Linked DNA regions of Gossypium hirsutum: region 2 is linked to region 1. Evidence: chromatin contacts called from public Hi-C data. All regions are on one chromosome and are shown on one strand. Each heading gives the region's core, a stretch centred on a gene start, on an enhancer-like site or on the middle of the called end of the contact. The rest is flanking DNA. Distances are from core to core; before and after follow the strand shown. Region 1 overlaps LOC107962141 (gluconeogenesis factor). Region 2 holds the start of LOC107962318 (ketol-acid reductoisomerase, chloroplastic).

Evidence for each region. Hi-C and Micro-C count contacts between places; a contact is called where the count stands out from the background.
Region 2: a contact with region 1 is called in a Hi-C map of leaf, with 4 times the contacts expected there. The contact joins the promoter of LOC107962318 here to the enhancer-like site in region 1. A contact is called at or near these places in 4 of 34 Hi-C or Micro-C datasets (leaf and petal).

Annotation. Positions count from the first base shown.
Region 1 is chrA06:98,276,665-98,284,592 of Gossypium_hirsutum_v2.1, reverse strand. It overlaps LOC107962141 (gluconeogenesis factor), which reads left to right. Exons shown (of 13, transcript XM_016898386.2): 13 at 140-417. The coding sequence ends at 250. Among protein-coding and RNA genes, the nearest start is that of LOC107962141, 9.3 kb to the left of the region's middle. Within about 2 kb of position 4,317, at least 2 of the 9 cell types and tissues checked have an H3K27ac peak or open chromatin away from gene starts, as enhancers often do. A contact at or near this core is called in leaf, where this site is marked.
Region 2 is chrA06:99,189,390-99,197,317 of Gossypium_hirsutum_v2.1, reverse strand. It overlaps LOC107962318 (ketol-acid reductoisomerase, chloroplastic), which reads right to left and starts at 4,875. Exons shown (of 10, transcript XM_016898658.2): 1 at 4,448-4,875; 2 at 4,238-4,330; 3 at 3,950-4,015; 4 at 3,730-3,870; 5 at 3,230-3,457; 6 at 3,009-3,126; 7 at 2,765-2,904; 8 at 2,505-2,672; 9 at 2,218-2,373; 10 at 1,492-2,085. The coding sequence starts at 4,735. The coding sequence ends at 1,720.

The DNA of each region.
Region 1 (7,928 bases), core at 3,068-5,567:
TTTATATTCGAACATTAAGCAATACAAATGACTAAGGTACTCGATAACTAAACACTTTACAGTTCTATTTTGAAACTCCCTTTTAACCACTAATTCTATATGATGTGATAACAAGCTGCATAACTTTGGTTCTCTGCAGGTCATTGTTAACTCCATACGTGACCCAAAAGTGGGCACAATTTTTGATCCAGTCTCATTGATAAATGCTCTTGGCAATGTGGTGAGTAGGTATATGAGGACAAAGGATTAATTAAAACTAGAACGTATAATTGGTTTCACGAAGAGCAGCATACTTTTGTGAGTCTAGAAATCATTCTATTGGATTCATCTGAAGTATGTAGAATTTGAAAATTATACTTCCAACAACCTATGTCAAATAACTCCCTTTCAAATCTAAATGTGTAATTTCTCTTCTTACTGAGATTAATATTTCTAAGATGGGTTATCAACAATTGGAATCTTCCATTGCTGTATTTATTGAAATGTAATTACTAAGTCAAGATATTTGCATATGTTGTGACATTGAATTTTAATAAATAAAAAAATTCATTTCCAATAATGCCATTGTATTTTCTAATTTCACTGAATAAAATGAATACATAAGTTAGGTATCATGTTGGTAACGAGGGCTTTACACAATGGAAAGGTGGTTGATGCTTTGGTAATTTTGAGATTTAATATTCGAGTTTAATTCTAAATTATTTAATTAATGAATTTGTTATTTAGTTCATTGCTTGTATAACTGATGATATAGTTGCAACTTATAAAAATCTAGTGTAAATGTGTATAGTTAGTTTAAGATTAAGGTTAAATAACTTTTTGGAGTTTGAACTTCACAATTTTTCTCATTTTGAGGCTTAAGCTTTTTTTTTGTCCAAATTAGGTCCTGAAATTGGCAACATTTCCTTATTGGGGCCTGATTTGTTTTTTCTTTTTTTGTTTAAGTTAAGCTTTGTACTTGAGAATTGTTCTCAAATAGGGTTTGATTTTTTTTCCCAAGTTACTCTTTGAAAATTCTAAAGCTCAGAAGCACAACTATCAAGTACAGGGACTTAGACAAAAAAAAAAAATTTAAGCCTTAAGCTCCATTTATTTTATTGAAAATGGTTTCTGAAAAATGATTTTTGAAAAAATGATTTATTTTTTAAAAAGTAAATATTTTTTTTTGTATTTGGATGAATTTGTGCAAAATATTTTGTATTGTTTGGCAGATTTTCTAAAAGTATTTCATAAAAGTTGTTTTTAATGAAACAAACATACATGAGAGATTTTATTATCTTTTCATTGTTTAATTAAGTTTATTTTATATCTATAAATTTATATTTTACATTGTTTTTTGTAAAGCAAATACGATATAAATATATTTGTTATAAAATATTATAATGCAATTTCCTTTTCACAATCGAAATTTATTTTATAATAAGAAAATATTTGTAATAATCAATGTCATATATAAACTTAATAATAAATAATGCTTAATTAAAACTTAATCTAAATTACATATATTACATATATGAAAGTACATATTGACACATTAGAATTGTAAGGGATAAATGAAGCTAAGCATTATTTAAACAAATGATCATATTTATATAATTAAAATATTCATATTTTTATACTAGGTTAAAATATGTCATAAGTCCTTTTACTTTTCATAAATTTGAAATTTAGTCCATATACTTTTATATTTGGGTTAGTCCTACTTTTTAGATATCAAAATTTAGGCTTAGCTGTTAGCATTATTAAAAATAATTTGTTAAATTCATGTTCATTATAACCTCTTTTTTAAGTTACATGAATACCAAGTAACTTTATTTATTTTAAAAAATGTTTCATTAACAAAATTGACAAAAAATTTTAACAACGTTAACAATTGGACTTGATTTTAAAATTTGAAAAGTAGGACTAAATTTTTGAAAATAAAAGTACAGGGACTAAATTACAAATTTGTGAATAGTACATAGACTTATGATATATTTTAACCATTATACTACAATACGTTTATTATTAATATATTTATAATTGTTATAACTATTTATTATTAAAATATTAATATTAATTATTTTTCAATAATACATAACTAAATTACAAATTTGTGAATAGTACATAGACTTATGATATATTTTAACCATTATACTACAATACGTTTATTATTAATATATTTATAATTGTTATAACTATTTATTATTAAAATATTAATATTAATTATTTTTCAATAATACATAAATAATATTATTTAAATTATTATTTTTAAAATTTATTATTAAAATAATAAATTATATTAATAATTCATTATATGATTAGATATAAATAATTAAATATGCATGTTTAATAATATTAAAAAATATAATATTTTATATTTACATTTTATTAATATTAAATACTTTTAAAAATAAAAAAATCATTTTTAATATAATAATATTAAGCTTAAGTTAATTTTTATATTAAAAATAAAATCACCCATAAAAACTATTTTTTAGAAAATGATTTGTGCTTTTTAAAAAGATAACTCATCCTATAGGAAAAATAAAAAATTTTCATTAAACAAATACAGAAAAATGTAAAAAAAAATCTGAAGCTATTTTAAGTAAAATAAACGGAGCCTTAATATAGGAATAATTGCCTAGTTAATGTCCAATGTGGAAACAATTAATAAGTTCAAATCCTAATACGAGAATAATTATCATATTTAGACCCTAAATAATAACTTAATCTTAAAATTAATTAATTATTGAATTAGTTATTCAATTTATTACTTATCAAAGTTTAAATCTTAAAAAAAATCCCAAGAACAACATTCAAAATTATTCTTCGACTATGTCATTTTTGTCGTTCTTCTGCTTTGAACATTTCACTTTCACTTTATTTGTGGACTCATTTGGCAGACAAATAGTTTTTGTGCTTTAAACTGTAGTAGTGAATCCCATCTAGAAGTTCTTGCGCCATTTCTTTTGACAGCCACGAAAGTGACCATAATAATTTAGCATCAGAAAAGAAAAAAAAAATCCATGAAGGTGGACGTGATAAGCACCTCAGACCATTGTTTACCAGATAATATATATTTATATATATAGCATCTGTTCTTGCATAAAATGATTTGCTGCAATTTGTCGTTATATGGGGTGACATTATTTGAGCAAATGATGCTCCTTTCATTTCTTCAATTAATCAATGATTTCATTCAATGGTCGTATAAATTATTGTCATAGAGACATTATAGTCAATCGTTGTAGTTGAATTTTCTTAGAATGTAATAATGTGATGTAAAGGACAAATTCCCAAGTGTACACGGTTAGAATGTAGTTGAATATCCGTATGTATTCAGATACCCTTTAGTTAAGACGGCAACGCACGAATGGAATCTATGAAGCTTGATAGGTAGTATTTGGACGGATGTTGTGGTGGGAAGAAAATTCCACATTCCCGTTTTGATTATTCTGCCATGTCCTGCTCATTGAATAAGTACCATCACATGTTTGGAATTGGTGACCATCTTATTTTGTGGTCTTTGAGGTTGCTATAGATGATGCTTTATTTGGTAAAATAGTTCTAAGAGGCAGGGTAATTAAAATTTGATTTAATTTTAAAAAAAATTAAATTTTGAGTTAATTGTATTGAATTATTTGAGTTAATTCAAATAAGTAATTTAAGTTTTAAATTTGAGTAGTGTTGAATTTTTCAATTTAGATAACTCAAATAATTCAAATAATAAATTGGTGTAAATACTCATTAGTTCCTGTCAATTTTGAAAATAAACAAACTGGTCACTCTCAACAAAAATTACAAAAATAAATTCAAAATAATTTTCAAAAATTAAAAATATTTATAAAATTTTAAAATTTTATATTTTTTAAAATTATAAAAATTATAAAAAATTCTAAAGAATATGCAAAAAAAAATTCAAATTTAAAAATTTTCTAAAATAATAATTTTGAATACTTAAATAAGTTAATTAATTATTCAAGTTTATCGTACCAAAATTTTTATTATTATTATTTTGTTTTAAAAAATTTTCAAATATATTTTGTTTTAAATTTATATACTCTAATATAGAATCAATTATACTGTAACAAAATTAATTTGACATGTTTAATTTTTAACTTAAATAATTTCACTACTCAACTTAACTTGAATTTCATCTCACCCTACTTAATTTAGAAAAATTCAAATTGAATTAAAATAATAAAATAAAATTTATTAACTTAATTAACTTAAATTATTTCACTTGAATCAATTTGATGGAATACTCGCCCTTAACAAGAGGTGCATACGTGATCAGATGGTGCGCAACATAGGGATTGGGGTCAACTGTCAAAGTTTCGCATTCAAAGGTGTAGTAGTAGTAGACAACTCTTGCACGTCTAGATCATACTTTTACAATCAAGTTTGTCTTCGAGCATCTTATTTTTGTACATTATTTGTCTAATCATAATATATATACATACTATATTACATTGATGGAAAAGTAACGTGTTAATAAGTTTTTTTTGTTTAAGACGGATATTTTAATTATTATGAGTTAATAATTGATTTTTGTATAAAAGAATATATAATAGTCATCATTAGATAAAATATGATTGTATTTGGTAAATGAATTTAATCTAAAAAAATTAAAGGTATTCTATGAGGGTAATACATATGATAAAATAATTAGATGAACACTTAATGAGTGACTTTCATAATGATATACAATAAGAAGAGTTCAGTCATAGTACTTTAATACAATGACTCTATAACTAAATAAAATTGTAATTAATAGAAGAAGATTTGAAACTTAATTACAAGTTATTTTGAGTCCTAATTATAGATGTTCAATCAATTCATCTATTAGCTTGGTATAACATTGATGGTTTGTATTTGAATAGATGAGATGAATAAATGAAAATGAAAAATTAGATAAATAGACTGCATGTACCACATTCCGCAGTGGATGCGCTTTCGCACTATAATTAAGAGATGACTTAGATATTAAATTAATTTTTTTAAATTATTATTTAATTGATTGAAATTAAATAATTGAAGCTCAAAGTTGAAATTAAATTAATTAATCATCGCAATTTTATTAAACAAGTTAATTAAATATATTTACTTATAAGTTCTAGTATAATAAAGTTATCATGATTTTAATGAAATTAAAATTGAGTTGAGAAAATTATTTTAATTAATTAAATGAATAATAGTTTAGGAATAAATTTTTTTTATTGAGATGCTTAAATTATATAAGTTGATTTAAAAGACCAAATAACCCATATAATTGTACTTAATATATAAAAAAGTCTAATAAGGCCTAATACAGATGAGCGACAACCCTAGTTCCAAATAAGGGTGTGTCCCCTACCTCCCCTAGTCTTAGTAGGACTATGTATTTTTTTATTAAAATATTATTATTTGAATTCTTTTTGTTAAACTAAAACTAGTAATTTTCTCTATAAATAGATACTATTGGCTAGGTCAAAAACACCATCGCATAAAGTGCCGATATTCTGTCAAAATTCAGTGAGAAATATTATTCTAAATAAACTTTAAATTTTGAGAGAGTTCATCTTTCTATTTTTAGGCTTTAAGACATATTGATATTCTCACCGAGTATCAATAATTTTTTATAAGTGTTGTCCGGTTCGTGTTGTCTGGTTCGTGAATTAAAGCCTATACTTTGAGCAAATTAAGGTTTGAGAATAGTGGAAAAGGTTGTGTTGATTGAAAGCTCGGAACATTCTTTGTGTTGGTTGAAAGCTCGGAACATTCTTTACTGCCTATTCCAAAACACATGTACAAATTTGGTGAAAAGCTTATTGCTAAAATAACACAACTGCTCAATATTAGAAAAAATATATTTTCTGTTATGTCACAAAATTGTTTTGTAAACCAAAATTCTTAACAAAATGAATATGAAGGATATATATATATATATATGAATTTGAAAAAGAAAGATGTTTAAAATTTTAAGTTATGTGTATTCTTACCACTTTGGTGGATATTTTTAATCAATTATTACTTATTTAAATTTTTTAAAAAAATTGTTTTAATTTATATTGGTCATGATATAAATTTTCATATAATGTATCAAATTTACAAATAAATGATTAAAGATATGGAACATTTGTTACTTTTTTGAATTATAAATTTCTTATAATGTAGAAAAAATTGTACAAAACTTTTATTAATAAATAAAATATATTTAAATAAATACTCACAATTAAGTAAAAAAAAACTACTGTAAAAATAGAACGCCAATAATGATAATATATTGCAAATAAAAGAGAAAAAAAAGAACACACAGATTTTTACGTGGAAACTCTTTCGGGAAAAAAACCACGGGCAGAGGAGAAGAAAATTCACTATGTCAAATTTGAATGATTACAAGAGGAGTTTCGACTACATCTATTTATAGGTTGAAAAAACCTAATTCTAATCAAAGTCAAATATATTATGCTCATAAATGCTAAATATATTATACTCATAAATACTAAATCTTCTAGAAAGAAAATATATTTTGTTTAACTTGACTTGCAAGCAATCTCTTAAATTTTGGGTCATACAACTGTAACAATTTTCACCTTAACATGAATTCTCAATGAACAAGTTCTTCACCTCTTCCATAAAACCCCTTAAGGGTTTAACTTCAACAATGAACACCAAACAAGTCTAAGCAATGCTCAAACTTGGTTATTGGAAGTGACTTAGTAATCATATCTTTAGGATTTTCATGAGTAGTAATTTTGCTCACAACAATATCACCATGAGCAATAATATCACGAACAAAATGATGCCAAACATCAATGTGTTTTGTTTTCTCATGAAACATTTGATCTTTTGTAAGGAAGATGACACTTTGACTGTCACAAAATACTGTACTGATTTAAAGGTCTTCATTAAGTTCTCTAAAGAGTCCCTTCAACCGAATGACTTCTTTACAAGCCTTAGTAATCGCCATGTACTCAGCTTCAGTGGTAGACAAAACGACTGTAGTTTGCAAAGTGGCTTTCCAACTGATTGCGCAACCTCCTATTGTAAAGACATAACCTGTGAGAGATCTTCTTCTATCAAGGTCTCCAGCAAAATCAGCATCAACATACCCAATGACTCCATCTCTAGTTCTTCCAAACTGTAAGCAAACATCAGTAATACCTCGTAAGTATCTTAAAATCCACTAAACTACTTTCCAATGTTCTTTACCGAGATTCGTCATGTATCTGCTAACTGCACTGATTGCATATGATAAATCTGAACATGAACAAAGCATAGCATACATGAGAGATCCCACTGCATTAGAGTATGAAACATGTAACATGTACTCAATCTTATCACTTGATTGTGGAGATAAAACCTATGAAAGTCTGAAATGAGCTGCTAAAGGAGTACTAACAAACTTAGCACTCTGCATATTGAACCTGCAAAGAACTTTCTCAATGTACCCCTTCTGACTTAGGTACAATTTACTTGCTTTTCTATCTCTGAGAATCTCCATACCAAGTATCTTCTTTGTCGGTCTCAAATCTTTCATCTCAAATTATTCACTTAGTTGGGCTTTGACTTTTCTTATCTCTCCTTTATCTTTTGCTGCTATCAACATGTCATCAACATAAAGGAGTAGATACACAAAAGAACCATCACTGTTTTTCTTAAAGTAAACACAACTGTCAAAACTACTTCTTTTGAAATCATGAGAAGTCATAAAGGAATCAAACCTCTTGTACCATTATCTTAGTAACTGTTTCAAACCATAAAGGGACTTTTTCAGCAAGCAAACATGTCCTCTTTTTTTGAGACTGTAAAACCCTCTGGTTGTTGCATATAAATATCCTTTTCAAGTTCTCTATGCAAAAATGCAGTTTTTACATCTAACTATTCAAGCTCCAAATCATGCATGGCCACAATACCAAGCAAAGCTCGAATCGAACTATGCTTCACAGCTGGGGAGAACACAT
Region 2 (7,928 bases), core at 3,626-6,125, 910 kb before region 1:
GTGTATGATAATATAGTCTAATGTGTAAACTAAACGTTTGAGAATGTAATAAGATTCGATTCAGAAATATTATTAAGTTATTAGAGTTTTTGTATCATCCAGTATCCAGACCTGGTGATTGGGTCGAGCTTAGGGTGTTATAAATCTGTAGGGTATTATGTTAGGTTCTATACATTTGTTAGACAAGGTTCACTCTTCTAAAAGTTTCTCTATGCTTGGTCATCCCATGGGCCATTGTATAATGATGATGATCACTCCTGACCAATCTTCTTTGCAAATGACTATGGCTTCTCTGCCAGCAGAATTGCAAGCACTGTTGGAAGAGTATGAAGATGTTTTTCAAACCCCCTACTAGCCTTCTTCTAAGGCCACAAAATATGCTGAAAGATGAGAATACAGTGCCTACAAGTATCATACCATGCAAAAAATTAAGATGGAGAAGCTTATTCAAGAGATGTTGCAAGTTGGAATCATTAGAGACAGTAATAGTGCATTTGCTTCTCTTATAGTGATGGTAAAGAAAAAAGATGGCAACTGGAGGTTATGTATGGACTATAGGCAATTGAATCAACTAACCATCAATGACAAGTTCCCAATTCCTATGATTGAGGAACTATTGGATAAGTTAGGCCAGATAATATATTTCTCCAAGTTGGATAATAGATCAAGGTATCCCCATATCAAAATGAGTGAGTCAGACATTCACAGGACAACATTCAAGACTCATGAGGGGCATTATGAGTTCCTAGTCATGCCTTTGGACTCACAAATGCTCCATCCAGTTACCAGGCACTGATGAATTCAGTATTCAGGCCACTTTTAAGAAAGCTTGTGCTGATTTTCTTTGATGAAATCTTAGTGTATTCTCAATCCTGGTCAGACCATCTGTTACAACTTAAGGAAGTGTTTTAGCTTTTGAGAAGTCATCATTTGTTTGCTAAGCTTAGCAAGTGTTAGTTTGCTTCCTCCAAGATTGAATACCTAGGCTATGTCATCTCTCATGGTACTGTATCTATGAACTAATCAAAGGTAGAGAATGTCCTTGCTTGGCCAACTCATTTGATCCTTGAGGACAAGGATTTGTTTGACCCCGGAAGTAATTGTCATGGATTGTATATAATTCTGTTATTAACGTTGGATATATGCTGCGTTTTATGTTTTAAGCTTTAGTCAAACCGGTGGATTTAACAAGTTTTATATACGCTGCTTTTGAAGGTTAGTAATCTGCTGCGTTTTATTATCGACGGCTACGATTCTCTGAACCTAAAAACATTGTATGCAGTAGGGAATCGTTTAGGCCTGTTATGGAATGAAATTTTTGCTATTCTTCTCTTCTTTTCCTACTCTCTCAATCTGTCAAGGTCGCCACCGTATCAAACAAGCATGATTTTCTTTTATTCAGTGTATCGCTAAACCTATGCACAAAGGTTGCCGATACCGCATTTTGGCATTAAGTTTTACTGAGCCACCAAATTCATAAAATTAATCAAATACTGAACAGGCTAGGCCAAGCATACCATTTGCAGATAAGCAACTCATGAATCTTTAAGAAGTTCGCCTTACATAAACTAACAGTCATAGAAACTTATCCTCCTCTTAAACCAAACACAAACTAAGACAGCCATAAAAACTTATCCTCCTCTTCACTTGTAGCAAAACTAAATTAAGATTTTACTGCAAAACAGCCTCGTCCATGAGAAAATATTCACTCTTCCACTCTTAACTATATTGGCGCAATTCAGGACGAACAAAATCTGCATCTGGGGGCACTGATATATCAACAGTAGGTCTTAGCTTTGCACAGACTTCGATAGATTCATGAACAGGATCAGATAAGAAGTTGCTTATCAGGTCCTGGTTGATGGGAGCACCTGAATCCACTGCTACGAATGCTTGTTGAGTAAGGTTGTAATCAAAACGTGGAGCCCATTTTCTTGATCCCAATCGTGCGGTTGTGGAACAGTTATCAACCATGAAAGAAACTCCTCGAGCATGCATGAAGGGGTTCAAGGAATCAACAGCTTCAATCAAACTCTCATTGATGATTTCTGAGTACGAGTGGCCCTTCTTTCTCAAGACCTCGATCTGATTTTAAACGTTACAAACAATATGAAGAGTAGGAAAACAAAGCAAAATTCTTCAAGTGATTTAATTTGCCACAGAGCCCAGTAGTACATTTAATTATCATTGTCCAAAATTTAAAATGAATTTGATTACCTGTGCCATCATTAGCGCCACAAAAACCCCAGAAGTGAAAGGGCACAGTGGACCTAAATCATCTTTCGCTCTAGTTGCTCGGACACGCTCACCAACTTTCCACATCCGTGTCTGATCAATTTTACCCATAGGGAAGGCAGGTAGGCCCTCCTTTTCCTGTAAACAATTCTTAGTCAGCCATCAAGCAAGATTTTTCTTAACTGAGAACCGACTTTAAGCAATGAAAGTTTCATGGAATAAGGATGTATAACAAGCAAACTGACAAAAACACAGTGTCATAAACATACATAAAACCGACGCCCAGCCAAAACAACACTGCGAATCTCGCTTCCACTTGCAACATCTTCGTAACACTCATATAGGATTTCCATGCAAGGATAATATGAGGCACTGTAAGCGACCTCAAATCGCTTTTTGCCTTCCTCGGACAATGAGTTGTATACAGCTAGCATACCCTATGGAAACAAACACAGAAATTGGCCACAACAGGGATCTGTAAGTAAGAATTCCAAAGAGAGGAGAGAGCATAGCAAGCAACATGGATCACCTTTGTTGAAATGGTCTTTGACACAATTCCTGTTATGCACTCAACGGTGTTTTTGTAAGCCAATTCTTCACTCATTCCATCCTCCACATACCTTCTAAACAAGCATTCAACAACCCCATGAACAGCACCTAGCAAGATGCCTGCAGAAAGAAGAAACAACAACACGCTTTAGGCATTAATTTTTTTTAAACAAAAGATGAAAAATAAGCACGGTTGACAAAATAACACAAACAACTCAGCTCACCTCTCTCCCCAAAAATGTCACTTTTGTATTCCTGCTCTAATGTGGTGGCGAATGTAAAAGGAGAACCAAGGGCAACCGACCATCCCAAGGCCACATCTGTAGCTCTACCATCAACATCCTGCTCCAAATTAGACATTGTCATTTAAGCATGCTTTTTTGAAAAGGTTTAGTTTTGACATTCATTTAGACTAAGTTGAATATATGATCAAGAGATAATCAACCTGATGGACAGCAAAACTAGCATTAATTCCAGCGCCATTTATCTCTTTTCCCTGAACATAAAGTCTCCTCACAGAAGGTCCCATTCCCTTCGGGCAGACAGCAATTACACTGATGTTCTTAGGAAAATCAAGCCCCAACGATTGTAAATGGCCAAGAAGAAATCCATGGGAAAGCCCAAGGATGCTATTTGGCTTCATGTGGGAGAAGACCTTTTCATAATTATCCGCCTAGATAACATAATTCAGAAAATAAAGCTTCATAAGAACAAACCAAAAAGTGCAGAGAGCCTATGAATCATAGTGCATGTAAGTCTTAAGCATTTACAAGTTGTCACAAATCAGTCTAACAGACTTGGAAAAATTTTTCATGTGAGTCATATATTGGCATCAGAAAGATGTCTGCTATGGGCATGCAGCTTATACAATTAGCCAATGCTAACCATAACCAATAGCCAATATTTAAAACGCAGAAATAGAAAACATGAGAGCAGCTTAGCAACCTGTGCAGAATCAGAGATCAACAATAACACGAGATCACTTCCAGCAACAGTTTCCCATATGTCCCCCAGAGTTCCGTTCTCTTCAGTAAATCCTGCAGCACGGGCTTCAGCAAAGGAGCGAGAGCCTTTCCTCAACCCAATCTGTAATCATCATCAAGTAACAGTACATTTAGTCAAATCAATGAATGCAAAATAAAATGCAGTGAGAATTCGAGCTTGCCTTCACAACAATATCAGATTTTGCCTCTACAAGAGAATCCCTCAGATTCTGTGCTTGAGCTGGCCCCTAAAACCATATTTTAAACCACGTTTTAGTTAAGGGAATGTAATATTCGGATATACGATTAATGAACATTTGCAAAATAAAAACCTGAAAGACTTTCGTGGTCAATGAAAACTGAAAAGCATGCTTTTGATCTTCATAATTATGAAATGGTGGGGAAAAAGGTTTCCCTTTTGCTTTTATTTACAGGGAAAAAGAAAAGGAGAAATGTTGTAAATTAATAACCTGAGAACCCCAACCAATAACACCAATCTGTTTGATTCCCTTAAAAGCATCATCCAATAAAGGGAACAAATGCCGTCCTCCTCTCACAATGTACTGCCAAATACCCAAATCCATCAATATATATGAAAATAATCAGCAAACGGAACTGAAAAGCAAATGCAAAAGAAGAAGAAAAAGAAATGAAATGACTTAATTAGGGGGTCAGTTAACCTCTTCGTGATCAGCAAGAGAGATCTTTTCTTTCTGGAAAACGGAGGTATGGAAGTCAAGCGATGTCGTCTCAGACACTGCCGAAGGGACTGTCCCCATCTTGGCGACGATGGCGTTGGTCCTTGTAGAGACATGATGAGCTATCAGTGATTTTGGAATCGGCGAATAACGTGAGGACGATGATGATGTAAAGCGTGTTTTGAGGACGGTTGATTTGGTCGATGAAGATATCGACGGTGTAGAAAGGAGTGCGGCTTTAAAGGAAGTGGTTGTAGTGGTGGCGGCCATTGCTGAAAGACGAAAGCTGGTGTGAGAGACGGTTTCGAACTGGACTTAGGTTTATGTGCTGAGCACCAACTTTGGCTTTTTTTATAAGGGGGTGAAATGGTTGGTGAGGTTTTTGTTTTTTTCGAAGAGCATAATATGGGTTGGTGTTTTTTTTCTTTTTCATTTTAATTTAAATGGAAAATTGTTTCTGCACTGTTTGTTACAAATATGACAAAGTATTTTATATGATAAAAATAGAAAAAATAGAAAAAAATATTTGATACAATATTTTAAACTCGATAAATAAATGAAAAAATATAAGTATTTTATAAGGTATAATAAAATATTAAATAAATAAAATGAGATATATTACAGTTTTTTTATTTTATTTACGTTATTATAAAAAAGTACACAATCAATGTACTAAATGATTTAAATATATAAATAAATATAACATTGTTTACCTCCTTAATTTATTTATGGAGTAAAAAAACCGGTAAGCGGTATATTAAATAATTATCTAATATATATTAACTTATTTATTTGAAAAATAGTTTTTTTAAGTTCAAAAAAAACAATATAATTATAGTACAATTAGAAATACATGTAGGAATAATTATAGAATAGAACCAAGCTAATATAAAGTTCAAACTTACAAAGAAGTAAATAATTTAGTGACTTATCAAACTAAAATTCACATATGACAGTTACACATGATACCAACTTTTACTAATAATACCAAGATATTATTAGCCTATATTAATTAATTATGATAATTATATATTAACTAATTATGGTGAATTTATATTATGAAAATTAATTACAATAAATATAATAACTAATTATAGTGAATTTACATTAATTATGATAAATGTATTAACTATTAACTATTTGTGATATATATTAACTAATTATGGTAAATATATAATATGATACATATGTAAATTAATTATTGTGCATCTTCTCAATGACTTGTATAAATTATGGAGTAAACTACTAAACAGTCACTTTTGTTTCCTTCAGGTTATATTTTAGTCACTTATATTTGAAATGTTACGTTTTAGTCACTTATGTTAACGTGTTATAACATTTTAGGCACTGAGCTATTAATTGTCATTAATAATGTAACGGTAAGCTGACATGGCATGTTAAATCATCATTTCAAACAAAAATTTTAAGTTAAATTATACAATTAGTCCCTATATTTTATTTTCGTTTTGAGCAATTTAATTTTCTTCTTTTACGTTAAAAGAGATGAAAAAGGGAGGGAAATAGAGGGAGAAGCATAAAAGAAAGGAAAATGAAGAAAAAAAGAGAAAGTTGAAAGAACATAAAAGAAAAAAAATGCTCAAAACGAAAAAATATGGTGACTAATTGTATAATTTAACCTAAAATTTTTGTTTAAAATGATGATTTAGCGTGCCACATCAGCTTATTGTTACACTGTTAAAGAAAATTTACGGCTTAGTGACTAATATGTTACAACACGTTAACGTCAGTGACTAAAACGTAACATTTCAAACATAAGTGACTAAAATGTAACCTAAGAAAAACAAAAGTGACTATTTTGGAAGTTTACCCTAATTTAATTATAGTAGTCGATTAATGAAAGCTGCCACTAGAGATCATAAGTTCTTTTTAAATTTCTAATGTTTTTTTTATTATTTTAATAAGTGGTAGGATTTAATTTAAGTTTATTTTAAATATTAATTTTTTCTTAATTTATATTATAATAATATAAACTATTAAAATTTAAATATTACAAAAATATAATATTACTAAAACATTACAAATTTTATAATAAATAACTATAAAATATTAAAATTGATAAATATAATTTAACATGTACATTACACGAAATAAAAAATATATAGTATAAAAACTAAATTAGAATTCTGAAGTAAAGAAGGAAACAATTAACATTATATGGTAATTAAAGATCAATTAACATTATATGATAAAATATTGCAACAAAATAGTTTATATCTATTTTCTAGGGGTTTTTTAAGTTAATTTTTTTAGAGGGGAGTGATGAGTGGAACGATTCCTACGGTGGATTTCGTGGCAGGTGCTAATAACTCGGGTTAGACTAGTGGTATTGGAAGGGCCACAAAGAAAGTTCGCAATAGACCGGAAGTATAGTTAGATTTTAATGACCCGGTGTGGATAATAATAGCCAGAGGATTTAGTCAGAGATTCCGAAGGCGTCGTACAAATCAACCATCTTAGGGGTTTCCTTAGAGAAGAATAATGGTGGCTTTCTAGAAGAGGAGTTTACACTTTTGGATGGCGGCGCTGTTACTTAAGTGATTAAAGTGTTCCGTCGATTACATTCTCTAACAGAGTGTAGAAGCTTATCCAACGATGAATGACCAATACAGTTCTTGTGAAATTACTGGGGGGAAGGATTGGTTTTAATGTTTTGTTAAATAAAATCAATTTACTGTAGGATCCTCAGTGTCTGATCCAACTCATGGATCTTGAGAATAATTTTTATCTGGTTCGTTTTTAGGATGAATCTGATTATAATAAGGTATTAGTAGGAGGGTCGTGGGTAATTTTTGGCAGATACTTGACTATTCGGCCATGGTTACCGAAGTTTTCAACAAGTTAGAATGGTATTGAGTCGCATGTTGTTTGGATTAGGTTACCTGGTTTGCCTGAAATGGTATTGAGTCACAGGTTGTTTGGATTAGGTTACTTGGTTTGCGTGAAGGTTATTACTCAGATTGCCTCCTAAGGGTGATTGGTCAGACATTGGTCCGGTGGTGAAGCTAGATGTTCAAACGGATTGTGCTTGCAAGGGATGATTTGTACGGCTGGTAGTCTATGTTGATTTGAAGAAGTCGTGGTGTCAAAGGTATAAATTAATGGTCGTCTCTAATGTGTTGAATACGAAGTTTTACCAAATATATGTTTCCAATGTTGTATATACGGACATGTAGTGGACATTTTTCCTGAGATTACGACGGATTCATCGGTGGAGGAGTCAGGTTGTGCTTGATCGGTCATGGAGAAGTCGTAGATGGTGGTGGAGAGACGGAGAGGGCGTAGCAGGCTTTCAGTGAAGGAAGAAACGGCAGTTCCGGGGGACTTGTTAGGGGACTCGCTTTGTGGCGTTGGAGGTTAGTGAATGAAAGATTTCTGCAGGGTTTAATGGCGAGATTAATGGGAGTGATGAGGTAATGACTAAAGAGAAGTCTAACGGTGATGG